Linked DNA regions of Mus musculus: all the other regions are linked to region 5. Evidence: chromatin contacts called from public HiChIP or PLAC-seq and promoter capture Hi-C data. All regions are on one chromosome and are shown on one strand. The core of a region is the stretch at or near the end of the contact, and the rest is flanking DNA. Distances in the headings are between cores, read along the strand shown.

Region 1 (2,700 bases), core at 38-2,537, 410 kb after region 5:
TCAATTAATTCTTTTTTTTTTTTTTTTTTGGTTTTGGTTTTTCAAGACAGGGTTTCTCTGTGTAGTCTTGGCTATCCTGGAACTCACTCTGTAGACCAGGCTGGCCTCGAACTCAGAAACCTGCCTGCCTCTGCCTCCCGAGTGCTGGGACTAAAGGCGTGTGAAACCACTCCATCTTCTGTGTTTTCCTGCCTTGTGCCGGTTACTTACTGCTAGCACTTCACTAGTTGGAATACAAGGAGCCCATTATCATTTACTAAGTGCTTCAGCCGGCCGGGTTCTGTGCTTGATAGGTCCTGGATTTCCAGAGGAGAGAAACTGAGGGCCAGAGAAGCAAAAGTCCCTTTTTTAAGGGCATTCAAACTCAGGCAATCTGGCCTTAGAGCCATGGGCAACCATAAAGCTCTTGGCCCATCTCTAGATGCTTGCCCTGCTGCCATTCCTTTCCTTTCTGTTTCTCACTCACTGCCAAAGCAGTTTCTGCAAACCTGACTCTGATTAGCTGTTCTACTAGCTGGCTCAGTGCCCCAGCTGGGCTGTCCACCCATGCCCCTACTGCCACTGTCCTAGTCCGGGCTGCCCACACCTCTCACACTACTATCAGCTGCTTGGCGGCAGGAGATGCATCTGTCTAGTTCACCAGCAAAGTGCTCATTACACAGCTGAGCTGGTACCCACGGAGTCATCAGTGTCTCCTGTCCTTGCTCACCCACGACATATCCCACTAAGGCTAGGAGGATCTTTCCGCACACAGCTCTGAAGATCACAATGCATAAACCACATTTAGTAAAGAGCGCCAAAGCAAGGACAAGTCAGTTCCACCTTTCCTTTTGTTCCTGCTGCTTCTCAGACTAGTTTACTCTTAGTTGCCATTCTAGCCCTGTCCTCCAACTATCTCTACCTGTGTTGTCTTGTTTTTAAGGTGGTCCAAATTGAGATAAGGTGGTCCAAATTGCTGTCTGTGCAAATTCATGGCAGAATTAGGAGATTAAGTAGGAAAAAAAAAAGACTGTCAGCCACGTTCATCATTTTTTTTCTATATTGATTTCATGTTAAAATGAATACATTTCACAGACACTGAAGTAACAGGCACTTAGAAGCTGCTTTTGTTAAAAAGTACCGACTCTTCACTTTGGCCCACAAGGTGGCTAAACCCAGGTGGCTAAAGCCTCTGCCTTCCTCTTGGGTCAGCAGTCTTTACTTTGGCGCAGGCTCCCTGTTTGACTCCACATGAGATAAGGGTCACTGTGGCTTGTCTACCTAACCCAGAACATCCTGTGAGCAACAAGGCCTAGCCAAAGGCCAATTATCTCTGAAGGAGAAGCCACATCCTTGGTCACATTGTCTTGTAGGAACCATGGTGGTCCCCTTCGAGATATGACAGCAATGACTAACTTACCACAACTTATCAATCACAAGACGGTGGGAGCACACCTTCATCAGGACTGGTTAATTATCCATCTCTCTTGACTGCTATCCTAAGTCCTCCTCTGTTTAAAAGCAAATTTCACTGGGCGTGGTGGCGCATGCCTTTAATCCCAGCACTCGGAAGGCAGAGGCAGGCGGATTTCTGAGTTCGAGGCCAGCCTGGTCTACAGAGTGAGTTCCAGGACAGCCAGGGCTACATAGAGAAACCCTGTCTTGAAAAACCAAAAAAAAAAAAAAAAAAGAAGCAAATTTCATATCAGGGCCTCAAAGAGAAATTTGGGGTCAACCAGTTCTATTTGTTCCGTTTCCCAGTGCATGATTAAATTTCCTGCCTCTGCTTTTCACCATTTCTCCCTCCTTAATTGGTGTATTGGAAAGACAGGTAAAGCCTTGCCTGTTGTGGCTGTTGGAGGATAGGCCCCAAATCTCTGGTTACATTGGACCGCTTTTTAAAATGTAGGCTGCTCAAATCTCCAAGCTCTGTAAGTAACGTGGGTGGCATGTCTGTTAGACAGAATCAATGGCACTTCTTAGAGCCTCCCAGTATATTGAGGGAGGGAGCATTTCAGTGATGCTTTGCTGGAACCTTGGATTGGACCTGTTTCACCAACTCAGCATAGATAAAGTGCATATTGCAGTGGGTGTTGGGGAGATGGCAGGCCCCTGGCTAAGGCAATCTCTTCTATGCCTTTGTCTCCAATGCCCAAGGGTTTGGTCCCTAGAAATCATCAGCTGAAACCTGGAAAGGTAAGAAGAGAAAAGCTTGGGATTTCCTAATGGGTAAAGGGCAATAAAGGCCCGGGGGAAGGGGAACTCATTTCACAGACCATGAGCAAGCATTGTTCCATATTGAGGCAGAGGTTTTAGAGCAAGGAACCTCCGTCAGAGGACTGAGCTCAAAATCCATCTCTGCTGTGACCGTGTATGGGCTGAGCATCCCTAACACGAAAATCTAAGTCCCAAATACTCTAAAACTCAAAATGTTGTTGTTTTTTTCAGGATGCATACAACATCAAAAGTAGAAAATCCCATAGTCAAAGCACTGGCATCCTAACATTTTCTAAAATTACTGTCAGAGCTGGGCATGGTGGTGCACAACTGTAATCCTGACACCTAGGAAGACAAGGCACAAGGATTATAAGGACAAGGCCAGCCTGATCTAATAGTGAGGCTCGATTACACACACACACACCCATTAGGTTCTATAAATATTTTTATGTAAATTCATATAATTAATTTCATGTTTAGCTTTAAGACCTATCCTCAGGATAT
Region 2 (2,700 bases), core at 148-2,647, 350 kb after region 5:
CAATAATCCTGCTTGCTATGCCACCCTGAACAAATCTTTTTTAACGCCCTCTATCCACAGTGTTCCCATCAGCACAGTACGTTTGGATCTAAATGCCTTCTAAGAAATCTGGCAGTGTTTGTATTCCAGAACCTTCTATAAGAATGCTCTGAGTTTGTGCTTTAGACAGTGACAGTTGTTTTTCTGTACTAATGGACTGTGGGAGTCAGAATAACCTTGGAAGCGAGCACTAAAAGCACCCTGGAAACCAAGGCCGGCAGCTCATTGTTCTGATCTAGATACTTGCTTTGAGTGGTACCGTCCCTATTTCCCAGCTTTCTCTCTCCCTACCTCTAGCATACCTCCCCACCTGGGTTCCAGAGACCTCCTTGCTCTGCCTGGGACATAGCTATCTCCCTCCTGCATCTAGCACCTTCACAGAAGTGAACATAGTTATCTCCCTTGTGCATCTAGCACCTTCACAGAAGTGACTCCGCAGACTGGCAATGCAGCTCTTCTACCTCTTTGCTGACCAGTTCCTTTTGTGCTTGCTCTCAGTGCTGGCCAGTGAACCCAGGTCCTCAGGAATGCTAAACAAGTACTCTACCGCTAAGCTCTCTTTGTAGTTTTTTTTTTTTTTTCTAAGAGAACAGATTTATTCTTTTTTTTTTTTTTTTTTTTATTCCGAGACAGGGTTTTGCTATGTTCCTGAGGTTGGCCTTGGATTCATTCTGTAGCCCACGTAGACTAGACTTTGAATTTCTGACCCTCTTGCCTCAGTCTCCCTAGCAGCTGCGATTCCAGCCCTATGCCAGCCTTTCCCTTTTGATCTTAACTGAAATGACCCACGTCTTCCCTGGCCATTAGTCTATGTCTAGTCATACTCACCTACTCTGGTGGGTTTATAACACCCATCACAATGGTAGAAATGCATGCCATGTAAATATCTCTATCTGTCTCCTTTCCAAGTTAGCTATGTGAAGACAGTGGCTGTGTGTACCTTGTTTCACAGCTGGTGACCAGCAATCAGGACATTTTCAACCAACAAAGATTTCTTGCAAAGACAATCTCTAGTAGCTGTTTTGTATTGTAGACCTCTTTGGGGGCAGGGTGAGATACAGACAGCATCTCACTTGCTCCTTGGAGAATGGTCTCCATTTCTGATTTTTGTAGGTATAGAGACAGAGAGGCAGAGGCAGAGAGGTGACAGGTTTTGTCCTGCCAAGAGATCTTTGTCCCAAGCTAGTGTGGAGTCAGGCTTGACAGCAGGTCTGCCTGCTTTGCTTTGCATCATGCCTCCTTTTTTTTTTTTTTTTTTTTTTTTTTTTGCCTGCCGCCAGCCAGCCAGCCACCCTTCAGAGGGAGAGGAGCAGCAGCTGTGGCCTCTCCTCTTGTTTCCATAGCAACCAGTGCTTACCTCCCCGCTCATACTGGTTCCTAATTGCCTGATTACGTATCTCCCCCCCTACACCTCAGCTTCAGAGCTTCTTGAGAGCAGGGTCCATGGCGAGCATTGCTTAGCATTGCATGGCTCTGGGCTCGATGAGTATTACTTAAATGAACAAAAATGAATACGTGACCATCCACGAATATGGGCTTTTAAAAGCTTTCATCGCAAACAAGGCACCTGGCAGCCTGTAGTGGCTATGGGAGGGGGATCTTGAGGATTCTGTGCTCCTCTGCTCACCTCTGCTGAGTGGCGTGGGTGGCCACCCCCACCCTTTTCTTTCCCCCCGTTGCCTAGAGAAGCTCTTTAGAAAACAGGCAAAGGCCTACGTGGCCAGGGCTGTTGGCAGGAAGGGGGGGGGGATGCTAGAGATGGCGTGACACCCTCCATACATGCATTTACTATCTTTTTCTGAGAGAAGGAAGTCATCTCAAATGGCCAGCTTTTGCTTTGAGGATTATTCAAAGCAACTGGGCTTCTGCACAATTCGAATGTTTGGACGACCATCTTGAAACTTGGTCTCTTCCCCTCTCCATTCCCATGACAACAGTAATCTAGCTCTCCACCATCTTCCACCTGAGCAGCTCCAACAGTAACCTCCCTGCCCCCATTCCTGTCCACTTCCTTTCCTCCCTCCTCCTCCTTTTGCTGCAGTTTTTCCATGGCACAGACAAAACAATGGTCCCACACAGAAATCCTCCAATGTTATTCCTAGTCAGAGACACAGGGGATAGTAGGTGCAGACATACTTTTTGTGGCATAGAATATAAGTCACCAAGGCCCCAGAGGGGGGGGGCGCGCTGACTCCTCACCGGTTCGGGTAGTCTTTCATGTTGTTTGCCATACACGTTTAACTCTGGACTAGACACTGAGCTCCTGAGCCTCAAGCTCACAAGAATGGGACCATGATGAGTCCCCCACCTAGGGGAAGGGACCAAATAAAAGACCTAGCACTACGATCTACACTTTTCAGGACATGGTAGGAATGTCCAGGACAGTCTGTTGGTGTGAACGAGCAGGTCACAGATAAATAACTGGACCTAGGCGTTCTCTGAGCAGTCTTTGATATGGCAGGCATGGCGATGAAAACCTGTAATCCCAGCACTTGCAGACCAGGAGGTAGAAGCAGGAGGATCTCAAATACAAGCTAGCCTGGGTTACATATCCAGATCCCATCTCAAAAAAAATGGGGGGTGGGGGGTGTTCCAAATATTTTTCAGAAGAAGGAAATCTGTGGTACTTGGGAATTAAAGTATAAGTCATAGGGACCTTAT
Region 3 (2,700 bases), core at 164-2,663, 300 kb after region 5:
CCCTAGAGGCTTTCCTGCCAGCTCCCTGTGAAGCTGGCACAGATCCCTTGGCTGCAGCCTGCAGGAAGAGAGCAGGGGCTCACACACACATGCTTTTCTGTGCCATCCTAAGCCCCGCCCCAGCCCTGCAGCAGTGCAGCACTAGAGTAGAAGAGGGCTGCAGGCGGTTAGTTGGGGTACCTAGGACATGGAAGTGCCTTTAGCCTAAAGGGCTGGCCCTTACCTTCTCTTGCACTACTCCTTCTTTGGTAGGAATTTCTGATCAATGAAGGTGTCCCTTCAACTGTAAGGGCACGGGTACCAGAAGCAAGCCTTTTCTAGGCTATAGGCTACTTTGTGGATGCCTGGCTTCTTGCCTCCACTAGGGAGATTTTAAATCTGAGAAGCACGCACCTTAGGGGCCACCATAATGAGAGCCCTAGGGGAGTCTGGGCTGCTCCTTCAAGGGCCACACGATGTACGATGGTGAAGCTCCAGCCTGGAAGGATTATCAGTTCTCTGGCCTCCCACTTTGAAATCTGTGATTTGGCCTCCACACTAAAAGAAAAAAAAACAAAACAAAAAACCAACCTATAGCCTGGAGAAAAGTTCTTCGCCTTTGGCAGTTGCTTGATGTGCGGTAGGTAGTGCCAGGACAACACAGTGCAAGGGAACAGGGAAGAGAGACCTGCCGAGGACAAGCCCCAACCTTGCTTCTCCTCACTATGTGACCTCTTTTCCATTACAGCCTCTACGGACCAGGTTTGCTAGAGGCTCAAATGAGTCAAGGGATGGAAACAAATTTTGGAACACTAAGAATTTATTGGGTGCTCACGGTGCTGGGCATAAACCCTCTATAGTATTAACTCACTTAAGTCTCAAGACAAGTCTGGGACCTGGTGGCCTATTGTTTTGGCACTTTCAAAATGGGATGTGGGGGAGACCTGGAGCCCAGAGTTAATAAGTGACAAAACTGGCTTTAAACCGAGGCTGCCTGGCTCCAAAACCTTTCCCCTTAACCACTACGCTGCAGTATAAAAGACTGCACATGCCTTAGTATTATTTTTTAATAACTGCTTCTCACTAAGGCTAGTTGTGGTTGGAACTCTTCAGAGGGAACTCGAAGGCAGAGCAAATGAAGATTGAGAAGAGAGAAATCAAATGTCTGAGTTTTTTTCAAGGGTCTGCAGAGGTCAGCTCGAAAAGCCTGTTCCCTATCCACTACTTTGGTCGTGGGGGCACACGGTGGCTGCGACAGTTCTGGCAGGGATGGGGGTGAAAGGCAGGTTGGTGGGGCAGGAGCAGAGAGTGAGCCACTAATCAGAAGCAGCGGGCCTGTCCGGGCTGCACCCGACAGTTTGGCTGGCTCTTTTGCAGCCGCACTGCCGAGTGCCTGCTGAAAGGCCCCTGCTCCACCCTGGAGCTACCGGCGGCGGGCGGGCGGGCCTGCTCGATGATGGAGGGCCCATGAAGCCCCTCCCCAGAGGCCCGCTGCCTCTCTGCTTTGATAGCCAGTCCGGGCAGCAAGTCCGCAGTCCAGCAGCTCCTCCGGCATTGAATACATTCTTCTCAGCCAAGAAAGAACGCGGAGAGCTAAGGGGATCCAGATGTGGGATTCTGCTGGGCTTGAACCCCAAATACCCCAAATACCAGCCAGGCTACAAGGAAACCTAGGGACACACAGGACCTTTCCTGAGGGCCTGGACGCCTGTGTCAGCCCTGATAATTCTAGTGTGGGTGTGGGGGCAAGAGCGCAGTGAGGCCTCTGAACTCTGAGTCCGTGCTTGGTCCTAATGTTGACTGCTGGGGGCTACTGGCCACTTGCCTCGTAGAGTTGATTAGTAAGTAGCTGTGAAACCCATGGAGAGGTTGTTGCATATGTTTAGAGTCATAAGCCTTATGGTCTCCTGAGAATCCACTACTCTGCTGAGACAGGGTTTTGTCAGCCTCAAGGCCAAGTGTCATAAGACATGAACGTCAACTCCAACTCCATGTCTTAAGGCATGACCTTGAGCAAGCCATTCCAGTTCTCTGGGCCTCCCTTGTCACAATCCCTCCAATGGAAGTATGTGTGGGTATCCTGCCTTGGGAGGAAACGTGGGGTTTGGCCCTGGGAGTTGGAGCATGGTACATGGTAGCATGAAGGAAAAGGAGGCCAAGTAGCTGGAGTGTCATGCCTCCCACTTGGAGGTCCATGCTACCTCCTCCTCCTGCCAAAGGCAGACCCTGGCTGAAACAGTCCTTGCTGCTGAAGCTAGAGCCTGAAAAGAAAATGAAGTCAGGTAAGTCTGGGTGTGTCCTCAGAAGTGTGCTTTTGAGAGCAGGTGTCACACAGCCCATGGGACTGTGTTCTTCAGTAGGCTGTGATTCCAGACCAATGGACATCACATGCTTATGTGATAGCACAGGGCACGGGAGGGCACGGGAGGGCACGGGATAAGCGAATTCATAACATAATATGATGAACTTAAAAAAAAAAGTCTCCCTATCCCCACAGCTCTTTTCCAGCCTCCAACCAGCCAGGAGAGCCTGAAATTACACCATTAGCACTTTACAGTAAGTTATTATTTGCCATTGACACCACAGTGTGAATTAGCTGATTAGCTTGCTGGAGGACTGCAAGTTATGGGAGGGGAGTCATTTCCTCTGCAGCCTGGCAGAGAAGATCTGGGCCCAAGTCAGGCACAGAAGAACAGAGCCAGGCCACCAGAGCTGAGGAAC
Region 4 (2,700 bases), core at 147-2,646, 260 kb after region 5:
CCTTCTTTCCAAAGAACCCTTAAGTTTCCACTTCACCCTACTTTTAGATTATTCCAGCCTTTTAGGCCAAGGTGAAGGGGATTGTATTTCCAAGACCACTGCCTACCTCTGCCAGAGGACCTGGCTTCAGCGGCAATGAGCACAGAGCTTAATGTCTGCAGGGACCAAAGCCATTTTGGAATCCCGGACTGTCAGACACCAAGGGTGTGCTTATAACCAATTCTGTGCTTCAGACAGAGAAAGCTCATTATAGCTGTAGGACAAGAGAGGCTGATAACAGTGACCACACAGCTGTTAGGCCTCTGATTATTGCTAAGGAACTAAGGGAACAGAGAACTCATCTCCAAACACAGCAGGGACAGCAATAGAGTCCTGGGGACATTACAGAGCCAGCCACACCTGCAAGAGGCAACAGGAGTCAAAACTTTGAAGATGACCCTTAAAGGATTCAGAAGGGATAGCCAAGCCGAGAAGGGGGAAAGTGGTGTCCCAGTCAGAATGACCCAGCACTGTGTGAGTTCCAGAGATATTGCCAATGCCCCAAGTCTATGGAAACTAGATAGGACTTGCCTGTGGGAAGGGAGAGGTTTCAATAGCCTAGGTTCTCTGTTTTGCTCTTTACTGGATACTGATCTTCCTTAATACTTCATCTGTAGGAAACTCAGTTCCCCACTGGGTGGTACCTGGCACTGTGGGTTACAGATAGTGATTTTCATGGTCATCAGGATGAAAATTAGCATCTCAGAGTCCATTGCACTGCAGCAACCCGCCACACCCACTTTCTCTGCCCACTTTGTTCCTTCTCACTCCCACTCTTTCAGATCTGCTGGGATCGGAGGGGAGATCTAGAAAGGCCAACCCCTAGAAGGCTTCCGGCGAGCATCGGGGCACTGCCATCCCTCCTGCTGGCCCCTGGTGCTTTGAGGGAAAGCAAGGTAGACAGGGAAGTTCTGCTCTCATTTTGTAACTTGGATCGGTTTTGCAGCACAGAGTTCATGATCCACCAGCCTCAGGTTTGTCTCCTGCTTTGGCCCTCTCTGTGGTTGGGAAGAGTGGGGAGAGAGAGAGGTTGCAGGAATACCATCCACCTATAGCCTGCACCCCTCTCAACTCACCCTGGATCTCTACCACTAATACTCAAAGGCAACCCTGCCTGAATGGCCACACTACTGTGACCAGCCCCCTCTTGCCCTCATCCTAGCCTAGGGAGGGGGAGGGTTCTAGGATGGAGGGTTCTGAAGGAGGGGCCAGAAGTCCAGCCTGGTTCTGATTTCCCTGGCTGGGGCTGGGAACCAGAGCCTGGTCTGTCTTCAATCCCTACCACCCTAATACAATGCTTCTCGGCTTTCGGGAGCGGCCCATAACCGCAAACACATTTGCTAATGCAGCTAGCCTGCCCGCCCTGGGACAGCTGGCTGGGCCCTGTGCCTGGGGCCAGGCCAGGCAAAGGGCAGGGGGCCTGGCTGGGAAAGGGGCCCGAGGCTCCTCCTCTGCTGCTTAGCCACCCTGCACAGGCCTTGGTTACTGCCTGTCTGCCTTGTAGCCCTTCACTGCTGGGTCTCTTTTCATGGCTGAAAAATATGCCAAATAAACTAAGGGCAATAGAGAGGAGCTACTTCACGACTAGACACATAGTGACCAGCTCAAAGATGGGTAGGCTAGGCATAACTTCTTCCTAAGGGAATGTGTGGCTTGCCTGGGCTAAGAAGGCCTTGGCCTGAGACATCCTACCATAGCATGTCTCTTTGAGAGAGGCCACCTCTAAATATGGAAAATTGAGACAGGTGTGACGGCCTATGCCTGTAATGACAGCACTCTGGTAGCTAGGGCAGGATGATCAAGAGGTTAACCTTGACTTGGGTTACAAAGTGACACCTTGCCTCAAAATGGTAGCCAAAGGGAAGAAAGGGGGAAACAGAGAGAAGTTAACGGCAGAGTGAAGACCGAAGGTTTGTGGGTTTCATAGGAAGCCGAAGCACAGGTCTCCGTTGTGACTAGGGCAAATGTGCCTCTTTGGATGCAGCCTTGGGATATAGAGATGGGTAGGCAAGTGTCCTGTAAACTGTAAAGTGCTGTATCTGTGAAGATGGCCATTCTGCCAGACCATGGGCCCTAGAAGACCAGGAATCATGGCAGAGTGGCCTCTTATAGCTACTAGGACTCCAGCTCTGAGCACCACTGTATGAGACAGAAAGGCTTAGGGACTGAGCCTTAGAGCCAGTCTTTTCCCTTGTCAACCTGGCATTCAGGAACCTCCCCCCCCCCCAGAAGCTAGCCTGAATCCTGGGGCCTCAGAATTCCTGAAGTAGAGCTGGAGCCTGAGCCCACTCCCAAATAGACAGCAATCCCAAGGCCCAGCCTTGCTCAAGGACTGCCCGGCCTTCCTTAGCGGCCCCAGCTCCTACCCCCACTCTCCCAGCACACACAAGGCATGCAGCTCGGCTTCCTCTGCCAAGACACCCCCAGCTGGCCCCTCAGCCCCTCTCCAAAGACAGGGGCCTTTCTCTGCCACGTTCCTGGAGGCTTTTCCACTTAACAGGGCCTTGAAATCCATTTGCTGCAGACTGTGAACTTCCTCTCTATGCTCCTGCCCGCTGGCCTTCTCTGAGCCTGAGCCCCCACTCCCACCCCCACACTGGCGTCCGCCCGCCCATAGCCCAGCAGCTGTCACCCTGGTCTCCCCTTGCCTGGGCCTCTGGG
Region 5 (2,700 bases), core at 143-2,642:
TGGACATGGAACTCATAAATGGCAAAGCCCCTAAAGGATGGGGCTCAGACCGTTATCTCCATAGAGAAGCAACAAGAAGGAACTGGAATTTGGTTCTTTGGTCCTTCTTACCTTGCCTAGTAAGTCTAAAGTTAGAACCCGATTCATTACAAAAAGAAAAGAGGAGGCAGCGAGGAGGAGAAAAAGGAGGGGCGCGAATATAGGAAGCCTTTCTAACCTTTGAAGTCCCCAAGCCCAGATCTTTCCCACCTTTCTTACATGAGTGGCCAGTGGCCGGCTCTTGCTACTGCCATGCCTACCTCTGAGCGCTTTGAGTGCCAGACTTGCTCAGCAGGCTCTAGGTGGGAGGCCTCCGCTTATCCCGGGAGCCCGCAAGTCTATAGAAGGCCAGCAGGGGGAGACATTAGCACGTGGGTACGTCCGCTGGGACCTGAGAAAAGCGAGTAGGTCAGACCGGGAGGGTCTGAGCTATGGGATTGAGCCAAATTATAAGCAAAGAGACAAGGAGGGGCGGAGAGAATGGGCCAGTGCTGGGAGACAAAGACCCAGATGGTGAGGCCGAGGCCGGGAAAGGCTGGAGTCCGGAATCTCAGGGCCCAGATGCCTGCTTTTGCTCTTTCAAAAGGCTTCTCTTCTGCTCCTTTCTCCCCTGTCCTAGAGCTTTCTGTACAGTTTGTGACCTCTCGTCCCTACTTGCCTGCTCCTGGCCCTTTCGTATGCCTTCAGACAGGACTGACTAAATCTGTGTGCCTGGAGTTTGGGGTGGAGGGTCTCAAAGGGCTCGCTCTCGAAGATGAAAATTTTAAAGGCTTGGTTCACTAGATGCAAATAAATTCCTCCTCCCCTTTGGACACAATACTTTTTCTGAGTCTCCACTGCCCATAGCTCTAACCTCTAATAGTCTAATAGACTCTTGTCGTGGTCAATGCAAAAAAGGAGTGCATTACGAGGACAGGAAGACGGGGTCCAACAGAGTGTAGGTAGTGACTGGACTGGGAGCAGGCAGGCTGACAGAAGTGGGCACCGAGTGGGATTCTGGGGCTGGTACGCGAGTATGCGCATGTGGGGTGTGTTTGTGTGTATAAAAAGAACACAAGGACGGTGCTTTCTGGAGGTACTTGGGACAGGGTTTGTCTGCTCTAGGTCAGTGGGCCGGGTGCTGACCGGGTGTGCATGAGAGCAGGCCAGCAGCTTTTGGGAAGCGCCAACTTCCCTAGAACTCCCTGGGAACCAGACTAAGCGGGACAGAGGCATAACCGCAAGAGCCGCACATTCAGATTCGTGCCATCGAGAGAGCAGCGTCCTTATGAGCTCCCCGAAGCCCCACCCCTTCCTGCTCTGTGGGCGTGGTATGGGGCAAGGACCCCGTCACAGAGCTTTCTATTGGTTCGAAGGAGCAGGGTTGGCCTTGTGCTCGCCTGAGCAGGAGAGTAGAAAGCTCAGCGGCAGCGGAGGGAGTCTATGCGCGCTGGACAGCAGTGGGGGGTGTGTGTGATTCGCACTGACTGCAGACACTCGGGCTCAATCGCCGGGGATTAAGGACTTGGCGACCGGGCTGCCGGGCTACCCGGCCGAGGCTTCAGAGGTGCAAATCGACGGGACTGATTTGCTCGGCAGGGCCGTACTAGCCTTTTAAGTATACTGAGAAGGGCCGGTGCTAAAGTAGAAGCTGTCGTGGGACGCGCCGGCGCGGAGTCCCACTGTGGCCCGGAGGAACGGAGTCCGTGTTAGGGGGACCCAGTCGGGAGCCTGGGGACCGAGCTCGCATTGTTGGGAGACAACCCGCCTCTTCTTCCCAGAGGCGTCAATCCCAGGACGGTCGAGGCGTCGGGGCAGCCACTGAGCGCTCTTCAGGGAGACCCGATCGGGGAGAGGACTTGCAGTCTCAAACAATCTGGGAGAGCCGAGCGGAATCCGGCGGGATCACTCGGGGGCGGCGAGCCCCCGTCGCGCCTCGTGCGGCGGAGAGGCCAGGGAAGAAAGTCCTCGGAGGCCGCAGCCCATGCGCGGGTTGGGGACGCCTGCCCAGTGAGTCCTCCTGGCCAGCCGGGCGAAGGAGAGCGACCCCGAGGCCAGCGGGAGGGGAGTGCTTCAAGGCCGGCGGCTGCGGAGGATGGGCGCCTGAGTGGCTCCGAGCGCTGCGCGGCACGGGCAGGCGAGGCGAGCTTTGCTGAGGAGGCGCTAGGGGATCCTGAAGTGCATTCTGCCCCGGGGAAAATGGCCCGGCCTGGGCAGCGTTGGCTCAGCAAGTGGCTTGTGGCTATGGTCGTGCTGACGCTGTGCCGGCTTGCCACGCCGTTGGCCAAGAACCTGGAGCCCGTGTCCTGGAGCTCTCTTAACCCTAAGTGAGTAACTTATCTACTCTGGTCCCTGGGGGTGGGAGGCACTTCTTCGGGGTGAGGTCGTGCACCCCCAAGTGCGTGGGGGGGGTTGTCCGTAGGAGGTGCGGCGCCCTATTTTATATCTGGCCTTTTCTAGTGTTTTCTTGCGGGCAGTCGGGGTAGGGTGCGGAAGGGTGGGGTGGGGGCACTTAGCTGCGTTTCGATCCTTCGGTTTGGCCCTACTCTCAAGTCCGGATCGCGTCTGTTGGTCACACCAGGCAGATATAGAATGTCTGGGCGCTCCAGAGCGCACCCGAGAGCTGGGTGGGGGCGAGTAAGCAGCCCACTCCAGGGCCTCTGGGAACGTGGTGGTTTTCAC

Evidence for each region. Promoter capture Hi-C pulls out the DNA fragments that hold promoters and counts their contacts. HiChIP or PLAC-seq counts read pairs in DNA pulled down with a chosen protein or histone mark.
Region 1: a promoter capture Hi-C map of the HPC-7 cell line shows a contact between it and region 5. The contact joins the enhancer-like site here to the promoter of Efnb1 in region 5. A contact is called at or near these places in 20 of 39 promoter capture datasets (the C10 cell line, the HPC-7 cell line, HPC-7-derived erythroid cells and 11 more), 1 of 15 datasets of contacts at CTCF or cohesin (embryonic stem cells), 5 of 484 Hi-C or Micro-C datasets (bone marrow-derived macrophages, double positive thymocytes, embryonic fibroblasts and 2 more), 18 of 115 datasets of contacts at active chromatin or transcription factors (the NIH/3T3 cell line, VIP interneurons, bone marrow-derived macrophages and 7 more) and 5 of 9 other capture datasets (adipose tissue, embryonic stem cells, liver and 2 more).
Region 2: an H3K27ac HiChIP or PLAC-seq map of neural progenitor cells shows a contact between it and region 5, with 8 times the contacts expected there. The contact joins the enhancer-like site here to the promoter of Efnb1 in region 5. A contact is called at or near these places in 16 of 39 promoter capture datasets (3T3-L1-derived adipocytes, the C10 cell line, the HPC-7 cell line and 9 more), 23 of 484 Hi-C or Micro-C datasets (B cells, CD4 T cells, CD8 T cells and 16 more), 17 of 115 datasets of contacts at active chromatin or transcription factors (differentiating embryonic stem cells, embryonic basal ganglia, embryonic forebrain and 10 more) and 5 of 9 other capture datasets (adipose tissue, embryonic stem cells, liver and 2 more).
Region 3: a contact with region 5 is called in an H3K4me3 HiChIP or PLAC-seq map of craniofacial prominence, with 8 times the contacts expected there. The contact joins the enhancer-like site here to the promoter of Efnb1 in region 5. A contact is called at or near these places in 26 of 39 promoter capture datasets (the 3T3-L1 cell line, 3T3-L1-derived adipocytes, the C10 cell line and 14 more), 2 of 15 datasets of contacts at CTCF or cohesin (the NIH/3T3 cell line and stem cell-derived epiblast-like cells), 26 of 484 Hi-C or Micro-C datasets (3T3-L1-derived adipocytes, the G1E-ER4 cell line, the HL-1 cell line and 19 more), 18 of 115 datasets of contacts at active chromatin or transcription factors (astrocytes, cardiomyocytes, craniofacial prominence and 10 more) and 1 of 9 other capture datasets (embryonic stem cells).
Region 4: a promoter capture Hi-C map of liver shows a contact between it and region 5, with 9 times the contacts expected there. The contact joins the enhancer-like site here to the promoter of Efnb1 in region 5. A contact is called at or near these places in 18 of 39 promoter capture datasets (the 3T3-L1 cell line, 3T3-L1-derived adipocytes, the C10 cell line and 11 more), 2 of 15 datasets of contacts at CTCF or cohesin (the NIH/3T3 cell line and embryonic stem cells), 17 of 484 Hi-C or Micro-C datasets (LSK cells, brain, brown adipocytes and 11 more), 20 of 115 datasets of contacts at active chromatin or transcription factors (the NIH/3T3 cell line, SST interneurons, VIP interneurons and 15 more) and 4 of 9 other capture datasets (adipose tissue, embryonic stem cells, liver and 1 more).

Annotation. Positions count from the first base shown.
Region 1 is chrX:99,543,299-99,545,998 of GRCm38.p6, forward strand. No RefSeq gene overlaps it. Among named protein-coding and RNA genes, the nearest start is that of Gm31155, 13 kb to the right of the region's middle. Within about 2 kb of position 1,288, at least 8 of the 459 cell types and tissues checked have an H3K27ac peak or open chromatin away from gene starts, as enhancers often do. A contact at or near this core is called in the HPC-7 cell line, where this site is marked.
Region 2 is chrX:99,480,519-99,483,218 of GRCm38.p6, forward strand. No RefSeq gene overlaps it. Among named protein-coding and RNA genes, the nearest start is that of Pja1, 11 kb to the left of the region's middle. Within about 2 kb of position 1,398, at least 67 of the 459 cell types and tissues checked have an H3K27ac peak or open chromatin away from gene starts, as enhancers often do. A contact at or near this core is called in cortical neurons, embryonic basal ganglia, embryonic forebrain and 3 more, where this site is marked.
Region 3 is chrX:99,432,563-99,435,262 of GRCm38.p6, forward strand. Gm14812 (predicted gene 14812) reads right to left here. Exons shown (of 7, transcript NR_033544.2): 5 at 394-537. Among named protein-coding and RNA genes, the nearest start is that of Gm14812, 9.9 kb to the right of the region's middle. Within about 2 kb of position 1,414, at least 31 of the 459 cell types and tissues checked have an H3K27ac peak or open chromatin away from gene starts, as enhancers often do. A contact at or near this core is called in cerebral cortex, craniofacial prominence, heart atrium and 1 more, where this site is marked.
Region 4 is chrX:99,394,990-99,397,689 of GRCm38.p6, forward strand. No RefSeq gene overlaps it. Among named protein-coding and RNA genes, the nearest start is that of Gm14812, 47 kb to the right of the region's middle. Within about 2 kb of position 1,397, at least 16 of the 459 cell types and tissues checked have an H3K27ac peak or open chromatin away from gene starts, as enhancers often do. A contact at or near this core is called in muscle stem cells, where this site is marked.
Region 5 is chrX:99,134,669-99,137,368 of GRCm38.p6, forward strand. It overlaps Efnb1 (ephrin B1), which reads left to right and starts at 1,393. Exons shown (of 5, transcript NM_010110.5): 1 at 1,393-2,345. The coding sequence starts at 2,218.